Regions from separate parts of the Rattus norvegicus genome. Here region 1 is linked to region 2. The links are chromatin contacts, called in public Hi-C maps. All regions are on one chromosome and are shown on one strand. The core of a region is the stretch at or near the end of the contact, and the rest is flanking DNA. Distances in the headings are between cores, read along the strand shown. Region 1 overlaps Slc44a1 (solute carrier family 44 member 1). Region 2 holds the start of Slc44a1 (solute carrier family 44 member 1).

The links. A called contact is a pair of places that touch in the nucleus more often than the background predicts.
Region 1: a Hi-C map of Schwann cells shows a contact between it and region 2, with 3 times the contacts expected there. The contact joins the enhancer-like site here to the promoter of Slc44a1 in region 2. A contact is called at or near these places in 2 of 12 Hi-C or Micro-C datasets (Schwann cells and frontal cortex) and 1 of 1 datasets of contacts at active chromatin or transcription factors (oligodendrocytes).

Annotation. Positions count from the first base shown.
Region 1 is chr5:72,899,772-72,903,943 of GRCr8, reverse strand. The region is part of intron 1 of Slc44a1 (solute carrier family 44 member 1); the gene reads right to left. Among named protein-coding and RNA genes, the nearest start is that of Slc44a1, 43 kb to the right of the region's middle. Within about 2 kb of position 1,418, at least 35 of the 93 cell types and tissues checked have an H3K27ac peak or open chromatin away from gene starts, as enhancers often do. A contact at or near this core is called in Schwann cells, where this site is marked.
Region 2 is chr5:72,856,904-72,860,575 of GRCr8, reverse strand. Slc44a1 (solute carrier family 44 member 1) reads right to left here and starts at 1,576. Exons shown (of 16, transcript NM_001033852.1): 1 at 1,531-1,576. The coding sequence starts at 1,563.

The DNA.
Region 1 (4,172 bases), core at 169-2,668, 44 kb before region 2:
AATGGAGACAGGTGAGTGCTCTGGTGTAATAGGACTAAGATTATAACAAGCTTAGTCCCCCATCTAAACAACAGCTTTGAACGAAATATCCTTAGATGAACACTCCAGATTCTCCGCTTAAAATATACACATGTACTTACATGATTTTATTAAGAATTCAGAGTTCAGGGTTAAAAAGCTCAACATTAAAATAGCTGCCTACAAGGACCTGAGTTCAATTCCCAGCACCCATGTGGTCGCTCACAACCATCCGTAACTCTAGTTCCAAAGCAGGCAACGCCTTCTTCTGACTTCCATGGGCACGTAGCACACATACATACATGCAGGTACTCACATACATAAAATGAACAAATCTTTTAAAGAAAGTAGCCGCCTCTGAGATGGGAAGAAGGGTCATTTGGTGAAGTGTTGTGTGCAAACGTGAGGACCTGAGTTTGATTGTGAGCACAGGTGTAAAAAAGCCGGGTGTGCTGGGGTGCATCTGTAACCCTAGTGGGGGCAGACAGACCAAGACAAGAGGATCTGTGGCACTTGCCCAGCAAGCCTTGTTGAATTGGGGAGTTTCAGATTCAGTGTGAGACTATCTCTCCAAAAAGAAGATGGTGGGCCCATGGACAAAGGCTCCTGGTACAACATATGCAGAACTCAATTCAACCCCCAGGATCCTCATGTGAGAAGAGAACTGAGTCCCTCAAGTTGTTCTCAGACCTCTAATGCATACTGTATGTAGCATGTGCACATAAAAGGAAGGAGTGTGTGTGTGTGTGTGTGTGTGTGTGTGTGTATGTGTGTGTGTGTCTATTGTCAAGAGTGATTAAGGAAGACACCAGATGTTACTTGCTGACCTTCACATGCACACAAACACCACACACATTATGCCATATACAACTACATAAATAATAATAACTGCCCGAAACAAGGACGGCAGGGAACCTGAGCTACAACCGTTTCTTTCTGACTCCTAAAGCACTAAAGACAAATATCTCCTTATGCCTTACACTGTTCAACTGTTACAACAAAAATACTGTTAGCTTGTTCTCAGACACCCACGCCAGAAAACAAAAGAACACTAGTTAGTCACGGTAAAAAAACCCTCACCCAAGGACTCTAACTAGGGTGGGACCCAAGATGAGTAGGCAGTTTCCTCCAGAGCAGTGCAGCGTTGTGACATTTGCAGATGGAGATTTCTCTCCGCAGACTCTGTCATTAACTAGTTGATTCAGATAAATGGCAGGGAAAGAGAGGAACTGGATCTCTTAGGTTACCTCCAACTATACAAATCTAAGATCGTGGTTGTACGTTTGCTCAAACTTTTAGGACCACAAGAAAAGCAACTAAAGTAACAATGTTCTTCTTATGTTGTCAGATGCCTGAACTGTGGTCTGTTCTTGGGAAGACACTTGCTCACTGTGTGACTAAAGAATGTTTCTTTGTATTAAATAACTTCAGTCTTGAATGGTGCCACCCACAGGAAAATTCCTCATGGACACAGAATTTGGAGACCTCTGAAATTCATTATATTTACTCCATAGTAATTTACAAAGCAGGAGCTCTACTGGAAAACACTATTATTTGTTTGTCTTAAACACAGAGCAGAGGAGGGTCAGAGCCTCAGACTGATGTAGCTGCTTCATCTGCAAGCATTTCAGAGCAACATTCCAGTGGTTACTGCTAAAGTTTCCATCTAGAACACAAAAGCTTCACTACGACAAGACACATACAAAGACTCAGCACTGCAACAGTGCCAGTGGTTGAGAGCCACTGCTGTGCCAAACACATAACAAGTCTGCACTTAACAGAAGAAGGAAGGATGGGAGTTACAAAGAAAAAAACTGGTGACACAATCCAGGGAGAGTGGAAACAAAAAAGGGCAGCTGGGTCATACACACACACTGTGACAAAGAAGACATCCCAGAAGAAGATAGCAGCCTTCATGGCAGCATCTGTCACTCAAAAGCACTGGGTTATTTTTATTACACATCAATATTCGCTTTTCAGTTTAACACCCTCCTGATTGTTAAAGTCTTTGTTTATAATGTGACCTTTTTTTCTATAAAAGGTGTAAGAATATTAAACTCTCTTTCCCCTTTAGTTATATCAAAATATTGGTCTAATGGCAGCATATTTCGCTCTGGCTGTCGTTTCTAATGCTCTCAGTGATGGGTCTCTCATTAAGCAGGAATTCCTATCCTTTACACACACTTGTCTTGCTGATGCAGGTACCATCCTTGCTCCGAAGACGAACAAACTCGGGCTCCGGAATTAAATAAGCCGCCCAAGGTTGCTTGTTCAGAGTTGTGAGGCCAGGATTTCAATTCCCAGTCCACAACTCCAAAGTCAACTCCAATAAGACTGCTAAATCCTCCTATTAGCAGTCAGTAAGTAGCATTAGCAATTCTTCACATGGCAAACACTCAGAAACCAGGCAGATAACGTTAACATCCTCTAAGTGCAGAGAAACTGAGTGAGGCATATTATGAGCCATGAAATTTCTCAAGCGAGCCAAGAAGCCCAAGAGTTGAAAATTTTTAATGATTTTTTAAACAGATGTAACCAAGTGACAACTGGATTTAATGCTATCTGTTTCTTCCAATTAACATCTCATACAGACCCAGAAAATGTGCTGCGGGCGCACTTTTAAAACGTGAGTTTTATTCTTTCATCAGATTCTACAGAAGATTAATATAGACTGTCGATAAATGTTAGGTCTTTCTCCTCTCACAAAAATCTTACCGTTTGGGAACTAAATAGAACCAAGTACCCATGCGGAGTCGGCCTTTAATGAGTGACTGAGACCGGGAGGGAAAGAGGAAAGGTCTCGGCAGACTCCTACTGTACCCACAAACTCTTTCAATCCTCAAAACATCCCCGTCGGTATTGTACAGTCTCCCCTTTTCTATTATTTGGGAAAAGAAATGAAGGCTGAGGGGAAGCTTTGCTGAAACCTGAGTTCTCAAACTCTAGCAGAGAGATAACAATATGAAGAAATTCTCCAGGAAATGCTGGACGCTTAAAAAAAAAATCTAAAATAAGCACAGCCAGGTGTGTCCGTAAGTAAACATGGCCAAGGAAGCAATGAGCAACGTCAAGGTACCCAACACACACAGGAAGGAATTCCAGCTTAGAACCAGAAGCACCCTATTGAAAGGGTATGACAAAGATGACATGATCTAACATACACAAGCAGGAACCAAAAGGAGGATGGGAGGAAACAGAGAAAATATGAGAAGATATAGTAACCGAAAAGTTTCCGAAAATAATAAAAGAAATTGAAGCGCAGATCTAAGGAATCAGAAATTTATGACAAATAAGACAAATGTAGCATGCAGGTGCGCGCACACAGACATACACATGCACACACACACACATACACACGCGCACACAAACATACACACACATGCACACACACACGCACACACACACACGTGTACACACATGCACGCACATGCACACTACATAAAAATGTGTCTGTGTTCTTCTATGCCAGACCACAGGTGTCATTCATCATATTATTTATGTTCCCGTACTCTGAAAACTAGGCAAGGACAAGACTCGGCATCTTTACGTTCCTACACTGTACACTGCATGGGGATCTAACTTTTTAGTTTCAACAATACCTCTTATAAACATCCAAGTTATCAACAACTGTCGGACTGACGCTACATTCACCAAACTCTAAGAGCTGAACCAATGGCCTCCCAAGAAGCCGATGAGCTCTTTGAAAACTGTGACCTTTCTTTAGGACATCAACCTGCACACAGTTCTAACTCAATATTAGTTCCTAGAGAAACGTATTCAGTGAACTTATTTGTAGCTAACACCAACACACAGAAATATTGGCAAGTGCTGAGCTGTAACTAGTTAGCTCGGTTAACTAGTTAGCTCAGTTAACTAGTTAGAGTCAGAGGTGCCTGGAGAGCACGAGGTGCAACAGGGCAGGACCCGGCCAAGGGAGAGGACTGGTAGATAGGAATCTACTTCATAAAATTAGGCAGGGCAAAAAGGACTAAGAAGCTATAAAAAGGTTAGACAGGCGAAGGCAAAGATCTGGATTTAAAAGTGCTGACTAGGTCTCAAATATGGAGAAAGAAGAATGGTAAACTCTCCACGTGAAAAAGGCCCAGGTAACAGCTAAAGACACAGACCAAACGTTCCCTGTCATGTTTGTATTG
Region 2 (3,672 bases), core at 327-2,826:
ATTAATGGATGCACCCCCTTGCCCTAAATCGGCAACCAGTTGAAAGGTATGTGTTTGTCTACACCTCTATATGCTAATACGAAAGCCCTGATCCAGCCTTCCTTAACACCAGCCACATGGTTTCTTTGCTATCCTAACTGAATACGGTTTAACTAACTAAACCAGTCAGCCTAAGAACTGAAGAGGATCCATGCCCAATAAGCCATAAACGTCCTCCACTCGTCTTCAATTCTGGTTGTTTCTGTGACAGATCTCAGATTTTTCAGAACAAGTATGCAGGTTATTTAAAACTGAGTTATATATAGTCACTTAGCACCAAACACTTCTGTGTCACAGATGCTACATCTCTAGAGGAATTTTTTCCCCCAAAACTAGCATTTTCCTTCGCCAAGAACCAACAAGCCTTTATTTCTAGAAGCAAGCGCATACTTCTCCCCACCACCACCGCCGCCAAACAAACAAATCACAGACTACTGTTAAATTCTACGCTAATGAAACTGTGGAGAAACATCCCAGGCGTTGTCAGAGCCTATTTTTCATACACCACCACCAGACAGTTTGATGCAGTATTCCTGATTGCTTTTTATCGTATTTGTAAATACACTCACTAATCCACTAAATTAGGTAATTTACAAACAGGTCCTCTCAGTTATTAGTGGCCAGCAGTCAAGTTCTATTACATCTGATCCTTACACAGTTGTCCAAACATTTCCACCCAGGTTAAAGGCTCTGATCGGAAAGAGAAGGCGGCTAGCGAAATTTGGATGGGGGCAGGGTGGCAGCTGAGAGAAATCTCTGCATCTCAGCCCTCAGCGACAACATCCAGCCAGTGCCCACAGAAAAACTAAATTCGGCACCTCTTCCTCCTGTTACACTGGCAACAAAGAGGGAGTTTCCGTAACGCTCCCGTCACCCACCAGGTGCCCAATCTCCTTCCCAGACCAGTCCCCGCGCTCCCGCAGGGGCCTCGGTGCGCCGAGAGGCCGCGGTGCCCGGGGTCAAGGCACAGAGGGGGGGATGGGATAGGGAAAGAGCGGGTGGGATCTGTGAAATGGGCCCTGGAAGGGCACGGGGGCCCACTGAAGCACCTGATCCCAGCCAAGGGGACCGCAGGCCAGGGGAAATGGGCAGCTTATTAAATGGAGCCGAAACTGGAATAAGGTGGAAGAGAGGTGAAGAGCCCAAGCTGGGGTGCACCTTCTGGGGACACGGAAAACAGTCTGTGGGTGGCGGGGCGATCGGCGGAGGTGGAGAGCAGGCAGGCGGGCCCGAAGGCAAAGGAAGGGTATGCCTCCCCGGGCAGAGCGGGCGCCCGGGGCGCCTCTACCTGCAGACGGGCGGGACGGGCCGCTCAGGTGAGAAAGCGGGGGAGGGAGCGCAGCGGGCATTGGGGGCCAGACACGGGACGCAGGGGTCGGCGGGGACCAGAGGGGCGCAGGGCGCCACAGGGGCGCGGAGGGCACGGCTCCGCAGGCGCTCACAGCGCGGGGTGGCATCCGGGCGGGCGGCCGGGAGGCGGGAGCCCCTCACCTGCGCGGCGGAGGCGGAGCTGCAGCAGCCCATGGCGGGGCCGGAGGAGCCCGGAGGCGGCGCCGGGCGCGCAGCTACGCCCCGGAGCCCCTCGGCATGCGAGCCGGCGGGCGCCCGGGGAGGGCGCGGCCTGGCCCCGCACGACTCGGCGGCGACGGCAGCGACGGCGACGGCGGCAAGAACTCAGGAGGCGGCGCGGTTCGGGGCAGGCGCCGGCCACATCCCCCGGCGGCGGCGGCTGCGCGGCTCCGGCTCCGCTCCTGCTGCTGCAGCTGCTCCCCAGCAGAAAGGGGCGGGCGGCGGCGGCGGCACCTCCCCCTGGCCCCCGCCTCCCACCACCCGCTCCCAGTCCCTCTCCCGCTCCCTCTCCCGGACTGCAGCCGCCTCCTCCTCGGCGCCGCGCGCGTCTCCCATCAGACTCCCCGCCCCCAGTGCAGCGCCGCGCCGCGCGGACGGCGGGGCGACGGCAGCCAGAACGAGGCCGGGCCCTTGGGCGCGCGCCGGAGCCTGCGCGGCGCCGGGCCCATTTCGCGGTGGCACCGAGGCCGCGCTCTGCCTCGGGGCGAGAGGGCGTCTGAGGCCGAAGCTCCCGTGGACCCGGCCGGCTCACAGCCGAAATGCAGCCGACTTGCTTCCGGACGCGCGAGGCACGGGGAGCTCATCGGGGGTCGCTCCTTCTCCCGGGTGGGCGCGCCACCGAGGTCACTGACCCGAAGCTTTTTAGGGCTCTGGAAGCTGCTTATATTACCCAGAAGAGCGTACACGCAAAACCTCCCATGGAGAAGGAATGGGTGATGGAAGATGAAGAGAAAAAAGAAATCATCTGTTGCTCCTGTTCCCATTTTGCTGATGTGGACACTAACCCTTGAAGGAGGCCGACAGTGAGAGCACCCAACTGAAAAATGTAGTAAAAGAGCCAGAAATGGGAGGGGAAGGTAGTACTCCAGGCCCTCAAGTAAAAACCATGTTGGATCTTGACTAAACTTTCTTACACATGGCAGCACTCAGACACACACACACACACACACACACACACACACACACACACACACGCATACGCATCAATTCCTATTTAAAATATTTACCGAGGCACTCACTATATTACAGTCCAGAGATTTATTGGCGCTAAAATTAAACAGGCGATAAATAGGCAAAGTTGCTACTCTCTTACTAAAAAACTAAACCTGTATTAATATTCGCTAGGGTAGCAACAAGTTAGAATAGACATTCACAACCTTTAAGAAATTTCCAAAGCCAGAAAGTCTTTAGAAACAGTGTGAAGCTAGAGCAGTTTAAAAATGGAGAGAATAAACAAGGTCACGGTCAACTGTCACAGAAACGCGCATGTATCCAACACTCATATAAGCCTTCGCAACTCGCTTCATGTTGTCAAAGTGTTGCAAAGACTGGAAGCAAAAGGTTGTTTGCAAGGATACCAGAGTGAGGCTCCAGAAGTGCTGACTAAAAGACAGGTTTCAAGGTGACTCAATCGCAAAGGGGAAGTTGACTCTATGGGCATAGAAAAGAGAAATCTAAACGTGGGGTTGGGGGCCAGGGAGTAGGGTTGGGTGGGAGGGGAATGGAATGGAGACATACACCCCCTCCCCACCCCCACTCCCAAAATACTAAAGAGAATTCCGTAGTTGGTGTTTTGCATTACCGTTTCCTGGGTCTGTGGGTATGGATGACTGGTTCCTCCAAACCTCATGTTCCTCTCTGAGGCCCTGATAGCAGGGATGACTGTGAAAATGTTGGTAAGATTAAATAATGTGGGTAAGCAGCAGATAGGTCAGTGACGAAGCACTCAGCAACTACTTTAGTTTCTTGACTTTTCCTCACTTTGACCTGAGGCTCTCTCCTAGGCCCAGGATGAGTGACTTCTAAGGCTTCCCTATGGCTAACCGTTGGGTCATTAGCTAGAAGTGAAGAAATAAAGCACTAATTGCTGTGGGTCCCAATTCTGTTCATAAACTCCACAGCAAGATTGTAAACTCCCTGAGAACAAGGGCAAGTATTTTCTTCTTTGTATCTCCCTGTGCTCTCTGGGATGTTTGTTGAATTATTCAATATAGCCAGGAATAAAAATCCCTCCCTTGAGATTTTCCCTCAAAGCCAGAAAAGGACATCTTGTTTTTAACTGAG